Regions from separate parts of the Mus musculus genome. Here all the other regions are linked to region 3. The links are chromatin contacts, called in public HiChIP or PLAC-seq and promoter capture Hi-C maps. All regions are on one chromosome and are shown on one strand. Each heading gives the region's core, a stretch centred on a gene start, on an enhancer-like site or on the middle of the called end of the contact. The rest is flanking DNA. Distances are from core to core; before and after follow the strand shown.

What was found. Promoter capture Hi-C pulls out the DNA fragments that hold promoters and counts their contacts. HiChIP or PLAC-seq counts read pairs in DNA pulled down with a chosen protein or histone mark.
Region 1: an HNF4G HiChIP or PLAC-seq map of pancreatic cancer cells shows a contact between it and region 3. The contact joins the promoter of B3galt4 here to the promoter of Wiz in region 3. A contact is called at or near these places in 1 of 39 promoter capture datasets (cranial neural crest) and 3 of 115 datasets of contacts at active chromatin or transcription factors (embryonic forebrain, embryonic limb bud and pancreatic cancer cells).
Region 2: a promoter capture Hi-C map of hippocampal neurons shows a contact between it and region 3, with 3 times the contacts expected there. The contact joins the promoter of Ring1 here to the promoter of Wiz in region 3. A contact is called at or near these places in 1 of 39 promoter capture datasets (hippocampal neurons) and 4 of 115 datasets of contacts at active chromatin or transcription factors (T-cell acute lymphoblastic leukemia, astrocytes, large pre-B cells and 1 more).
Region 4: an HNF4G HiChIP or PLAC-seq map of pancreatic cancer cells shows a contact between it and region 3. The contact joins the promoter of Angptl4 here to the promoter of Wiz in region 3. A contact is called at or near these places in 5 of 39 promoter capture datasets (cranial neural crest, frontonasal cranial neural crest, hippocampal neurons and 2 more), 2 of 115 datasets of contacts at active chromatin or transcription factors (astrocytes and pancreatic cancer cells) and 1 of 9 other capture datasets (embryonic stem cells).
Region 5: an HNF4G HiChIP or PLAC-seq map of pancreatic cancer cells shows a contact between it and region 3. The contact joins the promoter of Rgl2 here to the promoter of Wiz in region 3. A contact is called at or near these places in 9 of 39 promoter capture datasets (the HPC-7 cell line, cranial neural crest, embryonic stem cells and 6 more) and 5 of 115 datasets of contacts at active chromatin or transcription factors (embryonic hindbrain, embryonic limb bud, embryonic midbrain and 2 more).
Region 6: a promoter capture Hi-C map of hippocampal neurons shows a contact between it and region 3, with 5 times the contacts expected there. The contact joins the promoter of Kank3 here to the promoter of Wiz in region 3. A contact is called at or near these places in 5 of 39 promoter capture datasets (the 3T3-L1 cell line, HPC-7-derived erythroid cells, cranial neural crest and 2 more) and 6 of 115 datasets of contacts at active chromatin or transcription factors (astrocytes, embryonic forebrain, embryonic stem cells and 3 more).
Region 7: a promoter capture Hi-C map of liver shows a contact between it and region 3, with 3 times the contacts expected there. The contact joins the promoter of Rab11b here to the promoter of Wiz in region 3. A contact is called at or near these places in 9 of 39 promoter capture datasets (3T3-L1-derived adipocytes, the HPC-7 cell line, HPC-7-derived erythroid cells and 6 more) and 1 of 484 Hi-C or Micro-C datasets (B cells).

The regions. Positions count from the first base shown.
Region 1 is chr17:33,950,071-33,953,680 of GRCm38.p6, forward strand. It overlaps B3galt4 (UDP-Gal:betaGlcNAc beta 1,3-galactosyltransferase, polypeptide 4), which reads right to left and starts at 1,418. Exons shown (of 1, transcript NM_019420.2): 1 at 1-1,418. The coding sequence starts at 1,192. The coding sequence ends at 77. Rps18 (ribosomal protein S18) reads right to left here. Exons shown (of 5, transcript NM_011296.3): 3 at 2,333-2,521; 4 at 2,151-2,242; 5 at 1,928-2,048. The coding sequence ends at 1,973.
Region 2 is chr17:34,022,901-34,026,324 of GRCm38.p6, forward strand. Ring1 (ring finger protein 1) reads right to left here and starts at 1,780. Exons shown (of 7, transcript NM_009066.3): 1 at 1,610-1,780; 2 at 1,389-1,518; 3 at 393-553; 4 at 79-294. The coding sequence starts at 1,466. It overlaps Mir219a-1 (microRNA 219a-1), which reads right to left and starts at 2,192; the gene lies at 2,083-2,192. It overlaps Mir219c (microRNA 219c), which reads left to right and starts at 2,112; the gene lies at 2,112-2,171. It overlaps H2-Ke6 (H2-K region expressed gene 6), which reads right to left. Exons shown (of 9, transcript NM_013543.2): 9 at 3,133-3,325. The coding sequence ends at 3,309.
Region 3 is chr17:32,386,108-32,389,741 of GRCm38.p6, forward strand. It overlaps Wiz (widely-interspaced zinc finger motifs), which reads right to left and starts at 1,710. Exons shown (of 11, transcript NM_001372227.1): 1 at 1,466-1,710. The coding sequence starts at 1,652.
Region 4 is chr17:33,779,369-33,783,177 of GRCm38.p6, forward strand. Angptl4 (angiopoietin-like 4) reads right to left here and starts at 2,207. Exons shown (of 7, transcript NM_020581.2): 1 at 1,695-2,207; 2 at 1,415-1,525; 3 at 1,162-1,279. The coding sequence starts at 2,024.
Region 5 is chr17:33,928,497-33,932,009 of GRCm38.p6, forward strand. It overlaps Rgl2 (ral guanine nucleotide dissociation stimulator-like 2), which reads left to right and starts at 1,398. Exons shown (of 18, transcript NM_009059.2): 1 at 1,398-1,548; 2 at 1,749-1,945; 3 at 3,230-3,313. The coding sequence starts at 1,790. It overlaps Tapbp (TAP binding protein), which reads left to right. Exons shown (of 8, transcript NM_009318.2): 8 at 1-794.
Region 6 is chr17:33,808,848-33,812,336 of GRCm38.p6, forward strand. Kank3 (KN motif and ankyrin repeat domains 3) reads left to right here and starts at 1,676. Exons shown (of 11, transcript NM_030697.3): 1 at 1,676-1,718.
Region 7 is chr17:33,758,524-33,762,212 of GRCm38.p6, forward strand. Rab11b (RAB11B, member RAS oncogene family) reads right to left here and starts at 1,963. Exons shown (of 5, transcript NM_008997.3): 1 at 1,700-1,963. The coding sequence starts at 1,739. Gm17251 (a long non-coding RNA gene) reads left to right here and starts at 1,335. Exons shown (of 2, transcript XR_003952408.1): 1 at 1,335-2,064; 2 at 3,019-3,344.

The DNA.
Region 1 (3,610 bases), core at 168-2,667, 1.6 Mb after region 3:
TAGATCACCACAGGGATCTGCAGCCTCTGCACCAACTTTGGGGAAAGGTCTCTGAGGTGCTGTTTTCTGTGGGTTCTCAGCTACTGAACCAGGCTATGAACCGGCACCTCAAGGTACCCAGAAATCCCTGGAGCCAGGAGCAAAAGGGTGCAGTCCTCTCCCCATTCATGCCGCTCACCAGCTTCCAAGCTTCCTGCATTTGCCAGGGATCCACCTTGTGGGATGTCAGCAGGAACTTCCCGTAACAGCACCGATCCAAGGGGTAGTGGGTAGCACCAGCCAATTTGACACAGTGTGTGGGGGCAAGGCCCCCTCGCCTTGCACTTACTCCCACAAAGACATCCTCTAGAGGTAGAGGTGGGGCCCGGCTGGCCACCTTCAGGATGAGCTGCACAGCAGAGATGGACAGTACATATCCTGTGCCCGAGGCATAGGGTGGAAAAGGACCCCAGTTTTCCGGCCACAGTTCTTCTGACACATGGTGCCGGGACTCTGGTGTCCGAGTGGGTCTCACCCTCCAGTGCACCCTGCCTAAATACAGAAGGGGCACTGCCTGGCCTCTGTGCTCTTCATGGATAGCTGTTGTCTCTTCCTGGGCCTCTTTGCCCTTCTGCCATTGCTCCGAAGGCCCCCCTCTTTGTATCAGCTCTGACACCAGCTCTGGGACGTTGACATACACGTCATCATCCGTCTTGAGGATGTAGCGGGCCATAGGACAGTATTTGTTCACCCAGTTCAGTCCACTGAGGGTCTTGAGGGTGAGGTTGCGGTAGGAATCCTGGAAGGAGGCCTGCAAGATATCCCTGTGTGCTGCTGACTCTGAGGACAGGTCAGCAAGCTGCTGTCTTCTAGGTTTTCCCAGGAGGAAGAGCGTCTGCACTCTGAAACCCCGGGCTTCGCGGATGGCACCCCAAGATGCCCGAATGGCGTTTCTCTGGTTCAGGTGCTCCGGGGCCGTACACACCAGGATGAGCAGGAAGGGAGGGGGTCCGGAGCCACCACAGGCATGAGAGTTAGAAATCAAGAGGCGGGGCAGGGCGAGGGGCGGTCCTGGCGAGGCTGGGGCCGGCAGCAGGGATGCCAGGGACAGGCTCAGCAGCTCCTCCCCCAAGCCTGAAGGTCCAAACAGGGTCCAGATGATCACCAGTAGTAGGACCGCCAGGAGGACGCGCCGGAAGAGGCTGAGGGGCATGGCGTGCCGCAGAGACCTGTGGGCACAGCTGTTAGAGCGTGGGGAGGTGGGAGGACGGCTTTAACCAGCTGCTGCTGAGGAGACGCGGTGACCCATGCGCGGGGCTCTGGCGCATCACAGATGCTGTTCTCCAGATGCTGTCGTGCAATGCGGCCCTGGCCCACCACAGCTGGCCCCGGAAGGCTTCGTTTCCCTAGCTAGCGTGCACGCGGAACTCCGCTCCATCCCGCCCCTCCCCGCACCTTCCCATCATGCCTCTCTAGGCCGGAAGCCGACAAGCGGCGTGCATTTCACATAGGTCCAGCCCTTCCCGGTCCGTCCCTACTGTAAAGCACGCGGAATACCAGGCTGCTTTTCTAGAGCAGCCAGCATCTGCTGTTAACTCACCCGAGCAGCAGCATCTGGCGGAGCTGTAGCCACTTCACAACAGCTTAGCACGGCTACGGCAGGAGACTCAATTGAAGCCTGCCCAAGCTTCCCCTGGAGGTTTTCAACACCGGCTGCCCCACCTTTAACAGTGGTTGCCGCCCAGTTTGCTGCACCTAAGGCAGTCTCCTTGTGAACACCCAACAGAAAGGGAGGAGCAAACACCAGCAGGAGCCTATGAGGGACATTTCCGTTCAAGTGCACCAAGAGCACTGTACCCAGAAGGCACCTGCAGCCAGATTAAACTACCAGAGCTCAGGATCGCTGTGGCATTAAGTACTATCAGATGGAAGACAAACTGAGACGGAGGTCATAGGTATATAAACTATTTATTAACAGCAAAGGCCCAGAGACTCATTTCTTCTTGGATACACCCACAGTTCGGCCCCTGCGGCCAGTGGTCTTGGTGTGCTGACCGCGGACACGAAGGCTGCAGAAGAAAAAGATACAGGTCACAGAGCAGCAGGAGGCGAGCCGGTGGACTGTGCAGCCTGATTGGGAGTGGGCAGCTTAAGCCTCATCACCCACTTACCCCCAAAAGTGGCGCAGCCCTCTATGGGCTCGAATTTTCTTCAGCCTCTCCAGGTCCTCACGCAGCTTGTTGTCTAGACCGTTGGCCAGAACCTAGATTTTGAGACAGGGGAGACAACTTTATCTCCTGATTCTGCACCCAGTTTTAACGGACAACCCGTGTCCACCAGTCCCCTAACACACCTGGCTGTACTTCCCATCCTTCACATCCTTCTGTCTGTTCAGGAACCAGTCTGGGATCTTGTACTGTCGTGGGTTCTGCATGATGGTGATCACTCGCTCCACCTCATCCTCCGTGAGTTCTCCAGCCCTCTTGGTGAGGTCGATGTCTGCTTTCCTCAACACCACATGAGCATATCTCCGCCCCACGCCCTGAGGTCAAAAGTTTGGGCTATTAGACTTTTGTTTTTAAAGATCTGAGTACAGAGTTTTCAGAGATACCAGAGGGTATCAGAATCCATTACAGATGGTTGTGAGCCACCATGTGGTCACTGGGAGCCTCTGGAAGAAGTCATAGCTTTTAACAGCTGGATTCTCTCTCTAGCCCAGTCTATTTGTGTCTTATGTTTGCCTGCATTGTATGTCTGTGTGTCTGTGGCACACTGACCAGAGGCCAGAAGGCGCTGATGTTCTGGAACTGGAGTTAATGGTTGTTGAGTGTTGGGTCATTGAACCTGGATCCTCTGGAAGAGCAGCTAATGCTCTAACAGCCAAGCCACCTCTCCAGCCCCCTCACACACACCCTATTACTCAAAAGCAGAGGGGCTGTGCAGATGTTATCCCAGCTCCCTGAACTCGGGACTGCTATGGCCAGCCTAAGTTAGAGATCCTGTCATTTTTCAGATCACTTTCCAGAGACAAAGCCTGCCTACTAACTGAAGGGAACGCTGTTCGGGCCACACTGGACATGTGTCACAAACTCAACAAAAGCAGCACAGATGAACAAAGTCAAACCTTTAACAGGTTTTTTGAGCCCCAAGAGTGGGTGTGACTTTGTGACTACCAGAATTAGCGGGGAGGGGGAAGTGTCATTGAATGAGCTAGAGAAATGGCTCAGTGCACTGGCTGCTCTTCCAGGACCTGGACTATATACCAAGCACTCATTCATAACTCGAACTCCCAATGAGAGAGGATCTAAGTCACTCTTTTGGCCTCCAGAGGCACAGTATGCACAGACATGCAGGCCAAAAACCTTCACAACCCTCACCTCAGCCTCCATATAATTTTTTACTTTTCTTGAGCCTGTTTTACTGTCAAGCTGTGAGTTCTAAAGGTGCATGATGCCAGGTTGGTTATGGTGACAAGGCAAGGGACCTATGCTCAGCTACAAAGTGTGGCCCCACGCCCACCTTGCCTTCTGACTTAAGCACTAACTTAAATTATAAAGAACCGACTCCTAACACTTAAAGCAGTTTGGAGGGACTGGGATTCAGACAGTACTAGACTGCCTCACAGATAAGG
Region 2 (3,424 bases), core at 530-3,029, 1.6 Mb after region 3:
CTGGCAGCTCGAATGCAGACTATCAGGCCCGTACTCCAGACAAGACCCATGGGTAACAAGGTCTCTGGTTCTCCACACCTGTGCATGGCCTGCATCCGGAGCCCTTCCTCGATACTGGAGCTCAGCGCCTGCTGGTTGTGCAGGCGGCTGAGGCGGATGAGCACCCGGTCCTGATGGGCCTCGTATTCCTCCCGGCTAGGGTAGATTTTGGAGATCAGGGCGTCGAAGTTGGGGTCCGGCCGTAGGGACCGCTTGGATACCAGCTTTTTCCGGCAGGTAGGGCACTCCTTGTTCCTGGGTGTGGGAGGAAGGGAGCTCTGTAGGGCCAACTCCCATCATGGATGCCCAGGCTGACCCGCCTGGCCCCATGGCAAACATGTCCCTCCTGTTACCCGCTCCGCAGGGCGGTGACGATGCAGTCCGAGCAGAACCTATGCAGGCACTCCTTGGTGGTCATTGTGTTCTTCAGCATGTCCAGGCAGATGGGACACATGAGCTCAGAATGCAGTGACCGAGGCGAAACCGCAATCTCTGTACCATCCATGATGGCTTCCTGGGTCATCAGAAGGTGGCAGTGGGTTGGGGGAAGGGGACTTTAGAGGCAAGCTTTGAGAAAGGTAAGAACCTGGACAGCCATGCTGACCAAACTGATGGGAATTCTGGGATGGAGGAGACCAATGACTTGGAGATTACCAGAACAGAAGGGATGAGGGCCCATTTACAAGGAGTTTTGAAACAGAAAGGCCAGGGTTTGTTGAGAGGACTAGGGCTGGGAATGGCACAGATCTATGGGTTGGAGGATATTTATGCTACAAGACTTCTTCATTTTTTGTTTGCTGTTTTCAAGACAGGGTCTCCATATGCATGTATTCCTGGCAGGCCTCTAAGCAGGCTGACCTCAAACTTAAGAGATCCACCTGTCCTGGCTTCAGGAGTGCTGGGGTTAAAGGCCTTCGCCATCACATCCGGCCTCAACAGGCTTTCTTAAAACTCTAAAGAGCAAGACTACCTAGACTAGAAGTTCAGGGTGTCTGTCAAACAGATTCCGATGTCGTCCCAGCGCACGTGAGTCAGAAAACTGGAGAGGGAATTATATTTAAGCTCGCAGGATGAATATATATATGTGTACATTGACATGTGGCTGTTGAGATGGGACAGGGCCGGGACGGTAAGTTCTGTTTACCGTGCTTCAATTAAAACGGTGATATCTGCTGTACCTCGCTGCCATGGCCACTTTGAGGGGTTAAATCGGATCAAATGAGGTAGGTGTTTTAGTGCTTTGAGAAGATAAAAGGTGATTCAAAGACAGAGTCGGGCCAAGAGTAGTGTGGCAGGGAGGGAGAGGGCTGGTGGGAGGGGGTAAGCTGGGGCTGGAAGATCCCTGTCACCTGCGGGGTCCGGTGCAGCTCATAGAGACTCAGTTCCCACGTTTTGCTGGCATTCTGTGCATTCGCCGGCGTCGTCATGGTGACGGGGCACAGACCCTCCCCCTCCAAGCGGGGCTCCGCTGAGAGAGGTCTGCGGAAGGGGGTGGGGGGAGACGCTGTCGGGGCCGCCCCTCTGCAGACCCCGCCCCCTGACCCTGGGCGTGCGCCCCGCGGCCCCTCACCCAGCTCCGGCCTTCGCGCTGCCCTGCTGCGGGCCTCTCCCCAGGAACCCCGGGGCTCCGCTGCCCTGGTCCGCTCGGTCCGCAGCTGCCACTCACGCCGCAACCCTTGCTGCCACCGCCACCGCCGCCATGGCCTGGGCGCCGAGGCTCGACGTCACTTCCGCCCTCCCTGTATCCCACCCCGCGACGGAGACGTCACCGCCCTCGCGCGCCACGCGCGCCGTGGAACCGGGTTCCCCCTCCCCCGCCGGGCGCGCGGTGAGCCGGCCCGGTGGGTGCTGGTGCATGTGGAGAGCCCGAGGGCGGAGGATCCCCTCCGTGGCGCTGATCCCCAACTTCTCTCAAGCCGGGCCTGAGAACCCCGGAAAGCCGGCCGCAGCTGCACCTCTGCTGCTGGGTGCGCGCCCTGAGATCCTAGGGCTGCGGCGGGGTCCCGGGTGTCCGGGGACCGTCCCGCGCTCCGCCCGGCCTCTCCCCCTCGAGGTTTGGGGGCGGCGGCTCGGGACGTCCAGACGCAACTCTCGGCCGGAGCCAGAGACTCGAGAATTGCGTTTGGACAATCAGGAGCCGCGGCCCGGGACGGGGAGAGAAGCGCATCGGAGGCACCGGGGATAGAGACGCCGCGCGGAAGCGGGGACACCAGATGGGGCGGGCCCCTGGGGGGAGTCGGGGAGCACACGAGTGAATGTCTGGCGTGGGAAAGTAGGCAAAGCCACTCCGGGACTCGGAGTGAAGGAAGCGGACGAGAAGGAGAGAGAAGGAGAAGGAGCAGGGCCATACCGGTTGAGAGCCGGTTCAGAGTCGGGAATAAGGGGCACAGAGGAAGAGACCGTGATGGGTATTCGTCCCCCCCGCCAGCCTGTGCAGCGGCTGCCAGGGGGTGTCCTATCTCTGGGACAAGTTAGCAGTGGGTCCCCTCGCCCCCCAACCCAGTTACCCCCTACTTCCCTGTTCTCTCCTTCAGTCCGTGGCCAGTCCTTATGTGGGCACCAGAGTCGATTAGCAAGGACCCCCTCCCCTTCCTCCTCCTCCCAGCCCCCTCCTTCTGCTCTCCTCCAGCCCCTTTCATCGGCTAGTCCATTCCCCTAATCCTGGCCCCCTCCCCTAATCCCCCCCATCCGACCCCAGGCCGGCTGCAGCTATTGTAAGGTGGAGAGAAGGGAGGGGAAAAGAGAAAGGAGGGGTGGGGGAGGGCCACCTGTTCCAAGACCCCCTTCCAAGGCCAGACTGGACACCAGGATGGGGCCAAGAACAAATCACCCTTGGGGTCCATAAGGAACTCGGGGAATGGGGGTGGGTGACTGGTGCTGCAGAACCAATGAGAGGGGGTGGGGGCAGAATCCCCTCCCTCTGAAAAGACCCAGAGTGTCACGCATACACAGTGACATACACTCTTTCCTCTCACACCCGGCGGCGGGGGTTGCCCTGGGAGACCAGGCAGTGAAAGGGAACAATCCCTGGAAAGGGGAGAGAGGGGGAGGTGGGGAAGGGTCTGAGGGCTTGGACACAAGAAGAACCGGAGGTGGCAGGGAAGAGGATTTGGAATTTATTAGGGTCACAAGCACCCCTGCCTTCCATATTCAGCATGCCTGAGCCACACACTGCCATCTCTTTTGTAGCCTGGGAACTTAGCGTCCTCATCAGCAGGAGGGCCAGGCAGTGGTGGGGGAGTGAGCAGAGTCCGGCTTCCATCAGGCAGTTACATGAAAAGACCTCCTGAGAGGGGCAGAGGCATTGGGACAGGTGCATGGGTGGGGATGTAGGCACCCACTTCTGTCCCTGGTCTAAAGAAGGGATGTCTGCTCTGCAGGCTGC
Region 3 (3,634 bases), core at 460-2,959:
GTGGGAGAGTGCTTGCCTAACATGTAAAATGCACAAAACAAAATGCCAGGAGAAAGAACAAGTGAATGAAAGGGAAGTTAATTTAAAACTAAAGAGGGCCGGGCATGGTAGTTCACGCCTTTAGTCCCAGCACTCGTGAGGCAGAGGCAGGCGGATTTCTGAGTTCGAGGCCAGCCTGGTCTACAAAGTGAGTTCCAGGACAGCCAGGACTACACAGAAACCCTGTCTCAAAAAAAAAAAAAAAAAAAAAAAAAAAAAAAAAAAAAAAAAACCAACCAACCAACCAAACAAACAAACAAAAAAACCAAACAAACCAAAAAACAAAAAACCCAAAAAACTAAAGAGGAGGGCTGGGGCAGAACTCAATGGAACAGCTTTTGCAGAGTATGTGCAAGGGCCTACGTGCAATCCCCAGTTCTATAAAGAACAGAATAAAACAAAGAAGGAAGAGGGGTGTAAGGCCACACTACTGACTTCACCCCTCAGGGTTTTGAATTTCCCATTCCTAACATGAGATACTAAATAACGGAGGCTCTTCCGACAAAGGTTCTAAGTATGATGTGAATTGAGAAGACAAAGAACTTGGCATGTAGGAACCACAGAAGAGGTGCTCGGAATTTATTAGAAGGCCAAGTTTTGGGGGACCAGCCACACCAGATTCCTGTTAAGTCCTTAAACATACCAGGCTCCTCCCCTCTGCAGGGCCTTTGCCCATGCTGTCCCGCCACCTGCTGGGCACGTCCCACCACTCATTCTGTGCTGTGCCTCAAACACCACTGTGTCAGGTGGCTTTTCCTGGAGCGCCCAGCCATGGTCCTGGCACTCAGTTTAATATCTGCATAGCCTGCATAACCTGCCCTTATGACATCTGCTCAGTCGTTCCTTGTCCACCTTCCCTTCTGGAATGCCAACCCCTGGAGGACAGGGACTTTTGTCTCTTTATGATTATTTCCCCAGCACCCAGAACAGAAAGTGGCACAGCAGGTGCTCAGTGTTTAATAAACGAACAACAAATTGTGAGGTGGGGACAGTGTGAGCTAGCCTTGTATGGGGTAAATCAAGATGGAAAGAGGCAACTCGAATCTCCCCAGACTTTACCTTACCACTAGAGGGCACTCGCTCAGGAGCTCCACTCCATCAAGACTGCAAGAAGGAACAAGTGGGCTTTGGGCAAAGAGCTCAGGGTACTGACATGGGATTTGGATACAGCTGGTGTCCAGCTTAGAGAGGAAAGCCAGGACACTACAAGTATGAATCCCAGTTTCTTACATCCAGTCATGGGCTCCCAAGACATCTGTTTTCATAAGGGCAAACTGAAAAGCGGTACGTGGAGCACTAAAGGAGGCTATGTGCATCGAACAGAATTCCAATTGCAACTCAGCCCCTGCTGGGTGGGGTGACCTGACTCTCTCTGGGCCTGGGGGACCAAGTGGGAAGCTTCTTTAGGGCCACAGAGCCCTCTTACCAGAAATGCCACTTCTGCCATCCAGAATGTCTCGAGGGCCTTCTTTGGTGATTGGCAGGTAATGAGAAGATGGAAAGATATCACCTTCCCCCTCAGCAGCCTCAGCCCCACTCTCGATGTCCTCTCTTGGAGCGGGGCCTCGAGGATGATCCGGGGCAGCCAGGCCACCTGCCAGTAACCCCTCCATGGGTGCCAGCCGTGAATCTTCACTCAGTACCTGGCAGGTTCAGCAGGACATTGTGGGCCTGGAGACAAAGACAAGGAAGACCTTAAGAGAGTAAGAAGAGAATTCTGTTTGTTCTCCCCTCTCTCAGAACCCTAGTCCTCTCCTTCAAAGCCTATGGCCTCAGTTTGTCTCTTAGTTGAAGTGAGGGGTTAAGTGGTGTTGAGGTTCCATTCACTCCTATTATAATCCAATCACCTCTACTGGGAGCGAGTCTCAGTACACTAAAGCGTTCTCTTTCCCCAGCTTCTTCACAGCCTCCATTCACCACAGTTACACACGCACATTCAGTCACCTCAGCCCTCCCTCATCACTCCTTCCACCTCCACCTATTCCTCCCATGGCTCACTCACAGCTTCACCGTGTCCAGCTGCTTTCCTGTGACTGCATAACCTACAGCCATGCCTCCAGTTTCCAGGGTCCCCGCTCTCTCCCCAGTGCAGGGTCTCGAGGGCCCCCATCTTTGCCCTTATACTTTACTCACTTCTGTTGCCCCGTATCAATTACCCCTACACTTTTCCAACATTCACATCCTTCTCCCTACCCAGGAATGTAGGGTTATTAACCCCTTAGCCTCTCCACACGCTCAAGTGACCCCACCATTAACCCTTTCCCTTCTCTTAGCATGATCTCTCATGCATACCAAGCCTGGGCTCCTCCACCCTGCCACCTTCCAATAGTATTGCTTGCATCCTCCACCGATATTGGTTGTTCTGGCCCGAGGATGAAAAGGACCGATGGGGCTCCTGTTTCAGAAATAAGGACCCTGGGGGGGAGGAGGGCGATTGTCCTCTCCACCTATAAATACCTTCAAGGTAGAGCAGAAAGTGAAGGGCAGGAATGAGGCGCTCTCCCCAGGGAGATGGTGGTGAGGCCCGGCCCAGGCAACCGGGGCGGGGCCGGGGCTCCAGGCCTGGTAGCAGGCGTTGCCCTCGAGGGCCTGGGCGCTCCCGGGGGGCCCTACACAGGGTGGGTTGACAGTCTTGGCTGGAGGGGTCCCTGCCCAGGCCTGGAGAAAGCACCTGCGGGTGCCCACTCGGGTAGGCACTGCTGGCGGGGATCGGGCAGGACCGCAACTTCGGAGCACTTTGGCAGCTTGGGGAGGGGGCTCCAGTCCAGATGGTCGTTCCCTACCCCACCTCCCGCAGGGGTCGCAGAGGTAGGGGCGGCGCTGCGCGGACGCACCCTGCGGGGAAGCCAGGGTCCCCAGGATGCGCCCTTCGCCCGTGCACCTCGGGGCGGGAGACCCCGCGGGACGAGCTGAGGTGGGGGGGGAGACACCTGCCTCGAGACCCCCGATCCTCCCCCCACCTGTACAGCCCCGCCCCCTGCAGGCCCCGCCCCTGCAGGCCCCGCCCCTCCCCCGCCCCAGGGGGTCCCGCCCGGCCCGACCGGGCCCAGGCCTCCCCTCCCTGCTCCAGCTCCGCCCCGTCCGCGAGCTTCCCGGGCTGGGTCGAGCCTCACCGGGGGAGGCGTAGTCGCTGGCCGGGAACTCCCCTACTTCATAGGGCCGTCGCTGCCACTACAGCTGCTGCCCCTCTTGGTGCCGGTGCCACGGCCTCCGCAGCCACCGCTGCCTCCACAGCTCGGGGGACATTGTCCCTTTAAATCGCTCCCCCCCCCACCGCCCCGCCCCTCCCCCCCGGCGTGCCGACGTGACCTCAGCGCGACAGCCCCGCCGCGCCGCCATGATGAGGAGGTCTGCCCCCCCTTGTGCCACTTTGGGGGTGGGGTGGGGAATCCAACGGGCGCGCCGCCATATTGGGAGTGGCCAAGCAGGTCACCCTTAAAGGAGCCGCAGGACCTTAGCGTCTAGGGAGGGGCTCTGTTACCATGACAACATACTGTCCTCTGCACCCCACTGGTTCTTTCTATACTAGGTTTGTTAATAACATGTAGGTTTGTTAATAACAGGTGAGTTCACAGCAGGGAAACGTAGAAGTTTT
Region 4 (3,809 bases), core at 957-3,456, 1.4 Mb after region 3:
GGGGGCAGACCCAGAAAGATGGGAAGTATACTTTCCAATCCCTCGGGCAGCTAGCTCCCTTTCCCCTACTTTCCTCTCATCCAATCGGGACAGGCACACTGCCAAACCACCCATGTGGTTCCCATTAGGGCCAGCTGTTTGTCTCTCCAGCTCTGAACTTTCCTCTACTTGGCTAGGCTGAGTCTGGGAGTTCCAAAGCCACAAAACCACCCCCTCAGCTCTTCTCTTCCACCACATCACCCATCCAGAACCTATGCCTGCCGACCCTGGAAAAGCTCATCCATGACCCTCGCCATGCCTAGGTACTTGCCTAAGTAAAAGCCAGGGGAGGAATTAAGTCTAAGGAGGATTGGGCTGAAAGCCAGCAAGCAGCCTTAGGGTGTGAAGGGGATATCCAAACTTTCACCTAGTTGGCTGTGGAGAGCCACAGATGTCAAGAAGGGTGAACGAATAGGCATGAACTCAGGGTTGGAACTGGGAGCCTCTGACTCTGTGCCCCCCATCCCCCACCCGCCCATCCCGCACTGCGTAGCTCCACACACACTTCAATTTGAAACAAAGTATTGGGCATGGACATCCACAATCTAAGACCTAGAAATTGTGATCGAAACTGTTATGTATATATGTGTATGTGACTGGATGGAAGCATACAGGACAAAGGATCTGTATCTGTAAGATGTAAGAGGATGTGTCTAGTCTAGGAGCCGGGGTGGGGGTGTGCTTACTCTGGTTTTCCCTTTTATAGTTACATCAAGAGATGTTGGAGGGTTCCAAACCTCGGGAACGCACACACATCCACACACAGCCCTGGATTCCTTTGCATGATGTCCCTGAGCTACACCACCATCTCCCAGAACCCCTGAAACTTTAGCTCCTTATGATCTGCCTTCCTCTACTTGTTCTGGTTAACGGCTAATAAGATTTTGGGAAGATTCTTGCTGGGAAAGAATGGTGGGGTGGTCTGGCCAAGCAGGATCATAAGTGAAGAGGGTGCAATATATAAAAATACCCTTGATGAGAGCCTAGTGAGCCCACAGGAACCCAAGGCCAGAATCTCTTTCTTTCCTATTAAGGTGGACCTGACAAGAAGGCTAAGGATTGGAATGGCAAGTGGGGTGGTTGGGGAGTTGCCAGATGACAGCAAAGACCAGAGATACTCACTGTGTAAGTGGGTGGCGTTGGGAGTCAAGCCAATGAGCTGGGTCATCTTGGGAAGCCTCTTTCCCCTCGAAGTCTTGTCTACTCCATTGTCTAGGTGCGTGGGGGCCAAGAGGTCTATCTAAGACCGGGCAGGAAACGGGTGGTTAGATCTTTTGACTCATGCCATAACAACTGCTTAGCCACATTTCATCACTACATTTCACCCCCACTTTGTTTCCTCTTTCCCATTTGGGCCAATTGCTGGGGTAATTACCTGGCTCTGAAGATTCTGTATTCTCAGATTCTGCTTTGATAGGTATCTCTGCTGCTGGGCCACCTTCTGGAACAATTGCTGGATCTTGCTGTTTTGAGCCTTGAGCTGAGTCTGAAGATATGCAAGGCTAGTGAAGACCTGGCTTTATGTCGGCAACCTCCTCTTATTCACCCTCCCTTCTACCCTTTCACAGTCTGCTCTGAGGCCCTTCTCCACCCAGGTCCTGGAGTACTAGACTCGTTAGTCTAAGTAGAGTCAGAGTCCTAGTAGATGCGCCTACCTGCAAACTCTGCAGAGTCTCAGGAGTCTGGCCTTCAGGGACTCTATCCTCGGAGTCTTTGAAGGGTGCATCTTTTCCCTTGGGCCCCTGACAAGCGTTACCACAGGCAGCCATGCGGCGCTCCAGCGCGCCCAGCTGCCCACGGGTGCGCTCCACGTGTTCGCGCAGCCCATGGCCGAGCTGTAGCAGCCCGTGAGCCAGCAAGTTCATCTCGTCCCAGGATGCAAAGCGCGGTGGCTCTGGCTGTGCAGGGCGCCCTTGCGCGCTCAAAAGCCCCGCAGTAGCCGCGCATAGCACCAGGGCAGCGCCTGCTGTCGGAGCGCAGCGCATGATTCTGGGGGTGGCCTTGGGTGCAGCAACGCTAGGACTCCGGAACGCAGGAGTTCAAGACCCAGCAGCTGGAGTTCTGGGGGAGCCGGCTCAGACTTAGACTTGCTCTGGTGCAGAAGAAGATCTGGAGCCCGTAGCTCATAAGCGTTTCACGGTTGCACCTAAAGCCCCACTTTATAAAGCGGGTGTGGGAGTGGGAGGGAGAGCATTGGAGGCGGGGCCCGGGGGCGGAGCGAGTGGCCAAGTTTTAGGGTGCAATGCCACAGGCTTTGTAGTTACGAGTGTGTGTGTGTGGCGTGTGTGTGTGTGTGTGTGTGTGTGTGTGTGTGTGTGTGTATGAAGAGTTCTTGGGGATGGCTGCTTCGCCTTCCTTGCGACCTAATAAGCGACGTGACTGTCTGTGCACTGCATGGTTCATCCTAAGGCCGGAAATTCCCAGCCCTAGCCCGCATCCCAGCCCGGTTCAATGGAGGAAAGGGCGTACAAATCAGGACGTAGATGCCTTCTTTTTTTTTTTTCCCCTTCCCGCTACGTGGATGCCTTCTTGACTGACCCCTTCTCAAGTCAAAAGCAAAGTAGGGCAGAGTTACGTGGCAGAAAGTTCTCTCCCTGGTAGGCTGAGTTCAGATGGCAAGTGGGGGATTACAGAACCTTGCTCTCTGCCTCTTAGAGGCTTCCTGAGATCTTTAATCCACAGACCAGGCGGAACCCCTGCCCCCACTCTCACTTCCACCACCTTTCTGGCTCCCACGCTCTTTCCAGCTCAAGCATTCGTCATTGCAGATGTGTTTGTGAGGATCACTAACACCCTTGTTCAATTAGTCACCTCTTCCTGGCCAAATAGTCAATAGCTGGGATTTCTGTCTACATTGTAGAGATTGCAACCCTAGGCTTCCTCCTGTTGCCTGTCCTCCACCACCAGGGGTCTTGGTGTCCAGGAATTTACCTGCGTTAAAGGAGGATCAGTGTCTGAGGACAGACCTGTCATCCCAGCTCTTGGGGCATGGAGCAGAAGAGTGTGGAATTCATCTTGAGCTACACAAGTGAGTTTAAGAGAGCCTGGGCTACTCTGAGCCAGGTCTCCAAACAACAACAGCAACAACAAAACTGGTGGCACGCACCTGTAAACCCATCACGCAGGACACAGGGGAATAGTACAAGCTACAAGCTAGCCTGCTCTACATAGTAAGTTACAGACCAGTCAACGCTGAAACAGCAAGACCTTGTTTCAAAACAAAACAAAAACAATTCATAGTTATGCATACTTTAACTCCCAGCACTGCAGAGCAAGAAGCAATTGGAGGAAGCTCTGTGAGTTTGAGGTCAGCCTGGTCTACATAGTGAAGTTCCAGGCCATCCAGGAAGAAGACCTTGTCACAAAACAACAACAACAACAACTAAAAAAGCCAGGAGGAACTGGAAATCTATCTTACCAGTTAAGAGCATTTACATCTTTTGCAGGGGATCTAAGTCCAACAGCTCACAGTCACCTATAATTCCAGCTCCAGGAGCTATGGTGACTTTGACCTCCTCAGGCACTCACACACATGCACACAATTTAAAACAGTCATTTAAACATTTAAAAAGCAGGCTGGAGAGATGGTTCAGCAGTTAAGAGTACTGACTGCTCTTCCAAAGGTCCTGAGTTAATTCCCAGCAACCACATGGTGGCTTACAACCATCTGTAATAGGATCTGATACCCTCTTCCGGTGTGTCTGAAGACAGCTACAATGTACTCATATAAATAAAATAAATACATCTTTTTTAAAAAAAATTTAAAAAGC
Region 5 (3,513 bases), core at 148-2,647, 1.5 Mb after region 3:
CTGTATAGTCCCGGCTGTCCTGGAACTCACTCTGTAGACCAGGCTGGCCTCGAACTCAGAAATCCGCCTGCCTCTGCCTCCCAGGTGCTGGGATTAAAGGCGTGCGCCACCACCGCTGGACTCGAACTAAACTTTTAAGATGAGAAAAAAGCGAGACTTAGCGCCACACTCATTTGATGCCCACAGTCGGGAGGCAGAGGCAGTGGATCTCTGACATTTCCATGCCAGCCTGATCTACAAATAGGGAGTTTCAGGTCAGTCGGGGTTACTTGGCGGGGCTTTGTTGAGAGAACTAAATATAAGAACACACATGCGTAGAGTCCCAGGGTTGAGAAGAACCAGTGTATGCGCCAGAGAGGCGGGTTCATAACCTGTGGCTCACAACCCCCTTTAAGTCCATCGGAAATACCAGACATTAGGATTCACAACAGTAGTAAAGGCAGTTACGAAGTAGCAAAGAAAATAATTTTACAACTTGAACTGCGTTAATGTTAAGAAGGTTGAGAACCACTGGCCAGGGGATTAGGACGAAAGGTCTTCATAGCATCTTAAGATTCTAGAGACCTCAGGGACAGCCCACAGCAGTAGTCTAGAGACGGAAAGGTCCATGTGTCTCCCTCGCGGACTAAAGCCTACCTCTCCAGCTCTCCATTCCTACCACAGCTTTTCTTTTGCCTGGTCCACCTTTACCATCTCCGGGCCTGGTGGGTCTCGGCCCTTTACGAATGTCCCCGTGTGGTTCGTCCTCTCCTGTTCGCCGGTCCTCGTGAGCTAATAAAGTCTTTCCGAGTTTCCATGCGGGCCTCTCATTCTCCCGTTTCCAAGCACAGCCAACCTCGGTCACCTCCCGGTCCTCGTCTCGCACCCGGGAGACGACATAGCCACCGTGGGAACCGCGCGCGCTCGGGCGCACGGTGAGAGCCGGACGCCCGGAGCGACGGACCCGAGTGGAACCGGAAGCGCCGCACTAGCCGGCTTCCGCCCCCTCCCCGCGAGTGGGCGGGCATAAGGGCGGCACAGAAAACCCGGCGCGGATTCGCTCCGTTGCACTCGTGCCGGGGCGGCAGTGTCATTCTCGAGCTGCAGTAACGGGGTCGCGCCACTGCTAGGGCACTTTCCTCGGCAGTTGCAGCGCCGCTCTGGTTAGAAAAAGTGACTTAAAATTCCGTGTTTGCCTTCCTGTGGAGGCTTGAGACAGGACCCTGGTCTCCAGCGTGTCTGCTGCGAGACGCGGGCTTCAGAGCCACCGAGTGGGGCTGCAAGGGACAGCGGAGTAGTGCACCTGCAGCCTGCGTCCCAGCCCCTGGCGTCCAGCACTCCCCTAGTCGCTCTCCCTGGCTCCTGTCCTCACTTCCTTCCCTTTTTGGCTCCTGCTGTCGGGCGGACGCGGGGAGGGGGGAAGCGGAAAGGGCGGGAGGGCCCGGGAGCCCGGCGGGGTGCAGGAGGGGGGCATCGCGGAAAAGCCGGGGAGGGGACTCGGTAGAGGGCCAGAGACCGACAAGAACAGAGGCCCGGGACCCGCGCGCAGCCCTCGCCCTTCCCGAGCAGGTCAGAGCCGGAGCACCGGGTGACCCTGCCCATTCCGCACTAGTTAGCCCCCAAGTCCCAAGCAAGCACCGAGGGCTTGGGTTTCCCCACTCCCGTATCTCCCTCCCCCAGCCTTCCTCAGGGACTCCCACCTAGGTCCCTTCTTGTCCGTCTCCCCCACGCCCGTCTGACTCCACCCAATCCCACCCGTCTCTCCCCAGGCGCCCCCATGGCCCGACCCCGCTGATTGCTTCTCTCGGCCATGCTCCCGCGGCCCCTGCGGCTGCTTTTGGACACGACCCCCCCCGGGGGAGTCGTGCTGAGCAGCTTCCGGAGCCGGGACCCCGAAGAGGGTGGGGACCCAGGTGGCCGGGCCGTGGGCGGGGGGCAGGAGGAAGAGGATGAGGAAGAAGAAGAGGTGAGACGCGGGTGGCGGGAGGCAGGGCATTAAATATTTCTGAGACTCTCCTCCTTTCGGTGTCTCTGGGTCCCTCGGTCTCTTCCTCCCCGCCTCACTCGCATCCCGCCCGCCACACTCTCTCTGGATATCTGTCCCCTGGCTGCGGGTCCTGGTGTCTATGAAGTTCGCCCTGTCTGTCTGCTCGGAACCTGCCCGTAGGAACCTGCCGGAACCAGAATGGCTGGCTGGCAGACGGGCTGACTGTGCCTGCGGGGCTCAGGCCCTCTTTGCCCATACCTGCTTAGACGGGTGCCACTGGGCAGTTGTATCTTGGTCCCTGTCTCCCTCCTCGTTTTTTGTTTGGCTGGGAGGGGTTTGTTTCCACAGTAACCAGCTCCTCAGACTCTAGGATTGGGGAGGGAACCCTCAGATTTCGCCGCCTCTTCCCCCACCCCCTGGTGCTCAATAGAGGGCAGCAAGCCAAGAGGTTCCGGCACCTGGAGAGATGATCCCGGGATAGGTAGAGCGTGGTCATCTTCGTCCAAAGAGACTGATAGGATGTAGTCCGCAGCAAGATTTAGGGATTCAGGAGGGTCCAGAAGTTAGATTCGGAGCCCGAGGATCCAGACTCCTGGGCCCCGACATTGGTAAAGTTAGGGTGACTAGCAAGGCTGGTTTTTCGGGATCGGTCGGGGGAGGGGCTAGGGCCACATGACTCTGAGTCTACCGCCCCCCCCCCCCATCATCCTTACTTCCCCTTCTTGTAACTGGGATTGGAGCCGCCACCTTCAGGGGGTCCCCAGTGCTGAGATTAAGTGGAAGCTGTATTGGGGACCTGGGGAAAAGGAGTCTCTGCGGAAGGACTAAATTTGGGCTCCTCTGGTTCTGTCAGGGAGGGCGGGCCTTGTGAAGTTTCAGCTTCTCTCTGCTTCAGGTCTCTCTTCCTTTGGCTTTGTGCCTCTTCGGGCGCGCTCTGCTCCTGACTTTGCGCCCTGCTTTTCTGCGTTGGGCTCAGCTGTGGGACAAGGGGGGTTGGAGGTGGCCAGAAGAGGGGTTCCTGCATTCAGTTGAAACCCTCACTGCAACCTCTTCCATCCCACCGAGCTCTGAGGTGGCCGGGGGGGCTGTCTGAGCCCCAGGGTGGGGTAGACCTGGGGTCACCAGTACCCTCTACCCCTCGCACTCGCTGGTATTGTCCCCCGCCATCACAGGTGAGGGGTGCAGAGGGAGGAACAGGGCCTGGGGACAATGGCTGGGGACTGGAGGTGCTGTGGAACTCACTTCCTCTTCTTGCTCCTCCAGGCTTCTGTGTCAGTCTGGGACGAGGAGGAGGATGGTGCGACCTTTACTGTCACAAGCCGCCAGTACAGGCCTCTTGACCCCTTGGTGAGATCACGACTTTGAGGTCTTGCCTCTCGGTTTTTAATTTAATATTTATTTATTTATTTTCCGGAACATTAGGTTGAAGAAGTTCTGGTAGTGTGAAGGTAGTTCTGTGTTGTGTGATTTAAGCCATTTCTGAACCGGGGCAGAAATAAGCTAGATCTGGATTATCCCAGATGTCTAGCAGTCAGATTGAGGAGGCC
Region 6 (3,489 bases), core at 426-2,925, 1.4 Mb after region 3:
GTGTAGCCCTGGTTGTCCTGGAACTCACTCTGTAGACCAGGCTGGCCTCGAACTCAGAAATCCACCTGCCTCTGCTTTTTTTGTTGTTGTTGTTAAATGTACTTTTAAAACTTTTTTTTTTTTCTTTCTTCTAGACAGAGTTTCTCTGTATAGCTCAGGCTGTCCTGGAACTCAGAAATCCACCTGCCTCTGCTTTTTCTGTTGTTGTTGTTGTTAAATGTACTTTTAAAACTTTTTTTTTTTCTTTCTTCTAGACAGGGTTTCTCTGTATAGCACTGGCTGTCCTGGAACTCACTCTGTGGTCCAGGCTGGTCTCAAACTCAGAAATCTGCCTGTCTCTGCCTCCCAAGTGCTGGGATTAAAGGTGTGCACCACCACTGCCCAGCTAAAAAGTTTTATTGATATATGGTATGTATGTGCATAGGTTGATGTATATAGCACACTATGGAGATCTGAAGACAACTTGTAGGAGTTGGGTCTTTCTTTGCATTACATGGTCCTAGGGATGAAACACAGATCGTCAAGTTTGGCAGCAAGAACCTTTACATGCTAAGTCATCTCACTGACCTTCACAAATGTAATTTTAATTTATTTCTGTGACAATTTTTTGATCTATAATCTCAGTATGTTTATAAGTACACCTGTATGTGTCTATTATATTTACATTATTTTCATCTGTCTATCTGTCTCTGTCTGTCTGTCTTCCTACCTATCTATTGTGATAGGTGCGCTAGACAAGTTCTGTACCATTGAGTTAGATATCTCCAGTAGAGCAGACATTTATTAAGTAACTAGTGTATGCCTGAGGCAGTGGATAAAAAGTTTCCTGATCCTAAAATGTCTAGTAGGGGTGATGATAGTAACCTTGCCTTTCTACTAATGAAAATTGCTATTTAGTTAATAAACCATTGCTATGGCAATGATAATGACTAGGGAAAGGCTGTGCTAAGGATTCTGTTTGTTTTTTGTTTTGTTTTCTTGTGGCACATAGATTTCAGGGGCACATAGATTGAACACTTAGAAATATAGGAAAGTATCACATATAGATAATATTTCTTTTTTTTTTTTTTTTTTTTTAAAGATTTATTTATTTATTATATGTAAGTACACTGTAGCTGTCTTCAGACACTCCAGAAGAGGGCATCAGATCTTGTTACAGATGGTTGTGAGCCACCATGTGGTTGCTGGGATTTGAACTCCGGACCTTCGGAAGAGCAGTCGGGTGCTCTTACCCACTGAGCCATCTCACCAGCCCCCAGATAATATTTCTTAAAGTGGCACAATATATGCAAAGTTCCTGCGGTGGACAAGATCCAGGCTCTTACGACTTCAACAAGACAGTAGGAATTAAACTCGTTATATAAATCCCATTAGAATAGTTTGCTTAGATTTTTCCTGTAGCTCCCTACTGTCCTGTGAATGAAACCTCTTTTCTTACTCCTGAACCAGGCAGGATTTAGAGGTAGCTGGCTGAGCAGCATCCCACTGCCCTGCTCTGATCTTCTCAGATTCTACTGTAGGCCCGCCCTCAGGCGGGTCCCCACCCTGCCCCCGCCCAGATGGCTCACTCTGTCTTACAATTGGATAGTTCGGTTAGATTCGTGCTCTGGTTGGCTGAAAAAGCCGTCAGTTAGGGGTGAAAGCCTTGATAACCCGTGCGGAGCTTCGAGGGGGCGGGCTCGGGTGCGGTGCGGGCGCTGCCGGGGCTTCTCATTCAGGTAAAGTCAACCACGCGAGTCCTGGAGGGGAACAGTGGACCCAAGTGTCCGGGAGGGGTGTGATGCTTTTAGCCCCCTTCTATGGGTTCTGTGCGTTGCAACGGGGTGGGCGCCGTGTCCTGTAATGGTGACCATTTGGACATTGGGAGCCTCAGGTGGTTTAAAGCCGACCGGAGAGGGGGGACCCTAGATTATTAGGCAGATCGCCACCACATGGCCATCCAGGACCTAACCAGAGGAACTTGTGCGCATTTTAGTCTCCTAGATGCCTTAGGGGACCCTTCCCCAGAGTTGGCTTGAAGACCTGGGAATGGGTTTCTTGCAGTGGGGTGGAGTGGGCGGATGGTACGGAAACGGTGTTGGAGGGAGGAACGGATGTCCCCCACTCCCCGGACCTACTGACAATAGCAGCGGATGGAACCGCCCAGCGGTTTTTCCTGTAGGAAACTGCCCTGTCTTTTCTAAGCGGACTTGGTTCTGTATGTTTGGGGAGGTGTGTGTGTGTGTGTGTGTGTGTGATGATTCAAGGACCCCTTGTCCTGCCATCATCTAGCTCTTTCCCCCATCCTGCGTTTGAGAATCCTATCCCAACATGAAGGGCTCCCACCTAGAGCCTTATCAGTAAGACATAACTTCTTCAGGACCTCGGGTATGCATGCTCTGTGTCCTGTCCTTCAGGTTTCCTGATGACAGCTCTCCTGATCACAGCTCTCTAGACTGATCGCAGCTCTGTGTCCCGAAATAGTCCCAGGGCTGGGTGTGGGGGCGTGTGGCTTCAGCTCTGACAGCCTAATGAGGGGGTCTCAGGCAGGGGATCCGGATTTAACTTTGATAGCCAGGCAGTGTGGGAGATATGAGGGCAGCTACACGCCCTACTCCGGGAGGCATTGGCTTGTGTAGCAGTCTAATGTTGGCTTGCCCCACCACACTCCTTACTCCCAAGGCTGGAACTGACAGCTGTGAGCTGGGAGGGTGATATGTGGCCTGGGTTCCCTGCAGTTTCTAGGGGAGCAAAAGGGAATCTTTCCAAAAGCGCCTATTATCCTAGTTACCTGAGAGGTCCAGGTAGGATGATTAAAAGTTGAAGGCGCCGGGCGTGGTGGCGCATGCCTTTAATCCCAGCACAGGCAGAGGCAGGCAGATTTCTGAGTTCGAGGGCAGCCTGGTCTACAAAGTGAGTTCCAGGACAGCCAGGGCTATAAAGAGAAACGCTGTCTCGAAGAAAAAAAAAAAAAAAAGAAAAGAAAGTTGAAGGCCTGCCTGAGAGCTGCAGAGTGAGTTCAACGCCTGTTTAAACAATTGAGTAAAGGGGTCAGTGAGATGGATTGGCCAGTAAAGGTACTTGATCAGGGAATGACATCCTTGTTGCATCCCTGGGATTTACTCGTGTAAGGAGAGAACTGACTCTATAGAGCTGCCCTCTGCCCTCCACTCTCACCCCATGGCATCCTTGCACCCACCCACCCTTCCACCTCCTACATAAAATAAATAAAATGTAAAAAAAAAAAATTAAAAAGGGGTTAGTGGTGTAGCTTAAAACTCACCTAGCTTCTGTCAGTGGGGCTGAGGGCAAAAAAAAAAAAAAAAAAAAAAAAGCATTCATTTGGGCGTAGTGGTACATACCTGAAATCCTAGCATTCCAGAAGCAGAGACAGGGGAATCTCTTTTTAGAGGCCATCCTGATTAGCAAATTTCAGGCCAGCTAGCTCTCCATAGTGAGACCCTGTCTTAAATACATAAAATAAAACAAAAAGCAAACAGGGCAGCACTC
Region 7 (3,689 bases), core at 713-3,212, 1.4 Mb after region 3:
GGTCTACAAAGTGAGTGCCAGGACTACACAGAGAAACCCTGTCTCGAAAAAAAAAAAAAAAATACAAGAAAAATCTCATTCTGTTGACTTGCCACTCCCACCTCACCCGTTTATGTAGACCAGGCTTGCCTTGAACTCATGGAGCTCTGTCTGTCTCTGCTTCCTGAAGCTGGGATTAAAGGTGTGTGACACCACACTCTGCTAAATTACACGATTTTTTTTCAGTTTATCTCTATATGTGATGTGGAGTACCTGTGACGGGCAGAAGACAATTTGCAGACTCTCTTCCACCATGAAGGTCCCAAGATTGAACTCAGGTCATCAGGCCTGGCAGTGTACACAAATACCTACGCTACCTCACCATCCCAGATTGGCTCTGAACTGCAAAGAAATCCTGTCTTAAGTCAGGGTTTCTATTCCTGCACAAACATCATGACCAAGAAGCAAGCTGGGGAGGAAAGAGTTTGTTCGGCTTACACTTCCATACTGCTGTTCATCACCCAAGGAAGTCAGGACTGGAACTCAAGCAGGTCAGAAAGCAGGAGCTGGTGCAGAGGCCATGGAGGGATGTTCTTTACTGGCTTGCTTTCCCCTGGCTTGCTCAGCCTGCTCTCTGATAAAACCCAAGGCTGCCAGCCCAGAGATGGTCCTACTTACAAGGGGCCTTTCCTCCTTGATCACTAATTGAGAAAATGTCTTACGGTTGGATCTTATGGAGGCATTTCCTCAACTGAAGCTCCTTTCTCTGTGGTAACTCCAGCTGTGTCAAGTTGACACAAAACTAGCCAGTACATCCTCCTACCTCCAACTCTGAGTACTGGGATTGCAGGTGTGCACCACTACTGGCCTGTTTCCTGGATAATATGGGCTGTATAAACTAATAAGGAGGAGTAAAAGGGACCATTATTAAAAAGTTTCAGAATAGTACAGGTACTGCATTTAACGTTGTCCATGTGTGGTTTTTCTTTTTTTCCTTTGAGAAAGGGTTCCAGTAATCCAGCCTGGCCTCTGCACTTTTGATCTTCCTACCTCTGCCTCCCAAGTGTTGCGACTACAGGCCTGCACCATCACCAAGGCGGTGTTAGTGATAAAATCCAGGGCTTTGAGCATGCTGCTGCTAGGAATGCTACCAACTGAATCACTTCTCCATGAATATCAAGAGTTTGAACTAGTCGACAGACAGGCCCCAATCTACCCAATTCCAAAGCACCATAATATAGGGTTCCTGCACATGATCCAGGCTCCACTCCAAGGTAGGCCCCGGGTGTGTCAGTCAGTCCTAGAAGGCTCACACCAATCAGGCTTTGTGGGCACGCCCACAACCTTCTCCTTCGCCTTAACACCAGCTACAATCCTGCTTTCAACGCAGTCCGCCCGCCAAACCCAGGAAAGCCCCGCCCCTCGGGACGCCCCGCCCCAACGGCCTCTCCTACCACCTCGGGCCCCACCCCCCCAAGGCCCCGGCCCCGCCCCGGCGCATCCGGGGTCCGTAGGCCTCGCCGAGCCTCCCTTTCCTCACCACTGCGTACTAGGGCCCGAAGCCTAGCGAACTCCACTTGCCCCGGCTTCCTCCGACTCCCAGCCCGGATAGGCCCCGTTGAAGTCCGGGCCTCCACCCTGAGCTCTCTGTTCCTGTAGCACGGCTTCGGCCCTCCAGTCGCTACCGCCACCTCGCCTGTCTGTACCCCACAAGGCGCACCTTTGAATAGGTAATCGTACTCGTCGTCCCGGGTCCCCATTGTCCTGGCGCTTCCGGCGGGATCGGCGACTCCGCAGCCCCACCACAAACACCCGTCGGGGGCGGAACCGGCGCCGCGTAGAGCGGCGGTCTAAAGGCCAGTCAACGGTGAAAGCGGTAGTGACAGGCACCTGGACAAGCCAATCAGGCTGAGAAACCGAGCTCGGGGGGTAGGAGCCTCCTGGGATCCACCCTTCTAGCCCTCGGTCTCCCGGAGAAAGGCGGAAGGAATGCGGACCTTTTTGAAATGACAGATTCAGCAGCCTATCAAAAGCAGATGGGGGAAGGCGGGACGGAACACTTGAACAATGAAGTGGATTGACAGAGTGCGTAACCAATGAGAGACTGAACTCAGACTGGGCCTTCCAGCGAACCTGTAGGGGAAGGGAAATTGAGCTACCTCTAGGTGACGTTACGGACTTTAACGTCCTGATGACATCATAGATCAGTGGGTCTCCTCCGACCTCTTATTCTAGCCCCATAAATGACCATTTCCGGGCGTATGTTCGTTGATTGGGGGTGCCTTCTCTGGGTTGCAGTTCCCCAGTTCTTTGTTTAAATACAAAGCTTATGTCAGTACCTCCAAAACAAATGGGGATCCTAGGCTTTTTTATTTGTTCCTCTTCTCAAAAAGTTCTCTTGTTTTCTGCTTTCACCATTACTCATATTTTTTCTTTTCTTTTTTTAAGACAGGTTTTTCACTATGAAACCCTAGCTAGACTGGAATTGGTGATATGGATCAGACTATACCTGTCTGATTTTCTTTTTTCTTTATTGTTTTTTTTTTTTTTTTTTTTTTTTTTTTTTGTGACAGGGTCGCACCATGTAGCCCTGGCCATCTGGAACTTGCCCTGTATAGACCAGGCTGGCCTTGAACACAGAGAGCTGCCTGTCTCTGCCTCCCAAGTGCTGGGATTAGAGGCATTGGCCACCACCACCCAGCTTGATTTTGTTTGTTTGCTTGTTTGTTTGTTTGTTTGTTTGTTTGTTGAGACGAGGCCTCAAGTTACCCTGACTAGCTTCATATTGAAGAGGGAGTAGAGATAGAGAAAGGGAGAGAGAGTGGCAAGGAGGGGGGTGGAGAGAGAAGAGGAGAGGCCGGCCAGGGAGAAGGGGCAGAGTGTAGGATAAGAGAGGAGGGGGGCAAACAGCCCCTTTTCTAGTGAGTTAGTCATACCTAGCTATTGCCAGGTAACTGGGAGCCTAGAAGGAATGATAACAATACATATTTACTTTGAACTAACTTCTTTTTTTCTTGTTCTGTTTTATTTGGAGCACAGGGTCTCCCTGCCTAGAACCTGATATTTAACACTGAGAGATCCACCTGGCTCTGCGCCGCTAAACACGCCACCTCGTGCTAGCCAACTTTGAACTTATGATTCTCTTGTACACTGGTAACTTGGAAGTTACCTCTCGGGGGCTGGAGAGATGGCTCAGTGGTTAAGAGACTGACTGCTCTTCCAGAGGTCCTGAGTTCAATTCCAAGCACATGGTGGCTCACAACCATCTGTAATGGGATCTGATGCCCTCTTCTGGTTTGTCTGAAGACAGATACAGTGTACTCGTCACATATATAAAATAAATAAATAAAATCTTTTTTTAAAAATTTACCTCTCTGATTTCATTTTCTTTCTCTGCTTGTGTATTCCTGAGATTATGTGGCTCATTTGGGCCATGAAGTCTTTGTTTAACAGATATTAAGAGATTGGGAGAATAGTAAGGAACAGCAATGCAGCTTAATTTTATTTATGTGTATGTGTGTTATGTTTGCATGTTGTGCACTATGTGTTTGCAGTGCCCATAGAGGTCAGAGATGATGTTGGATCCTTAACTGGAGTAATAGACAGTTGTGATCCACCATGTGGGCACTGGGAATCAAACCTGGGTCTTCTGTAAGAGCAGCCAATGATCTTAACCACTGAGAAATCTCTCAAGCTGGAAGCTAAATTAA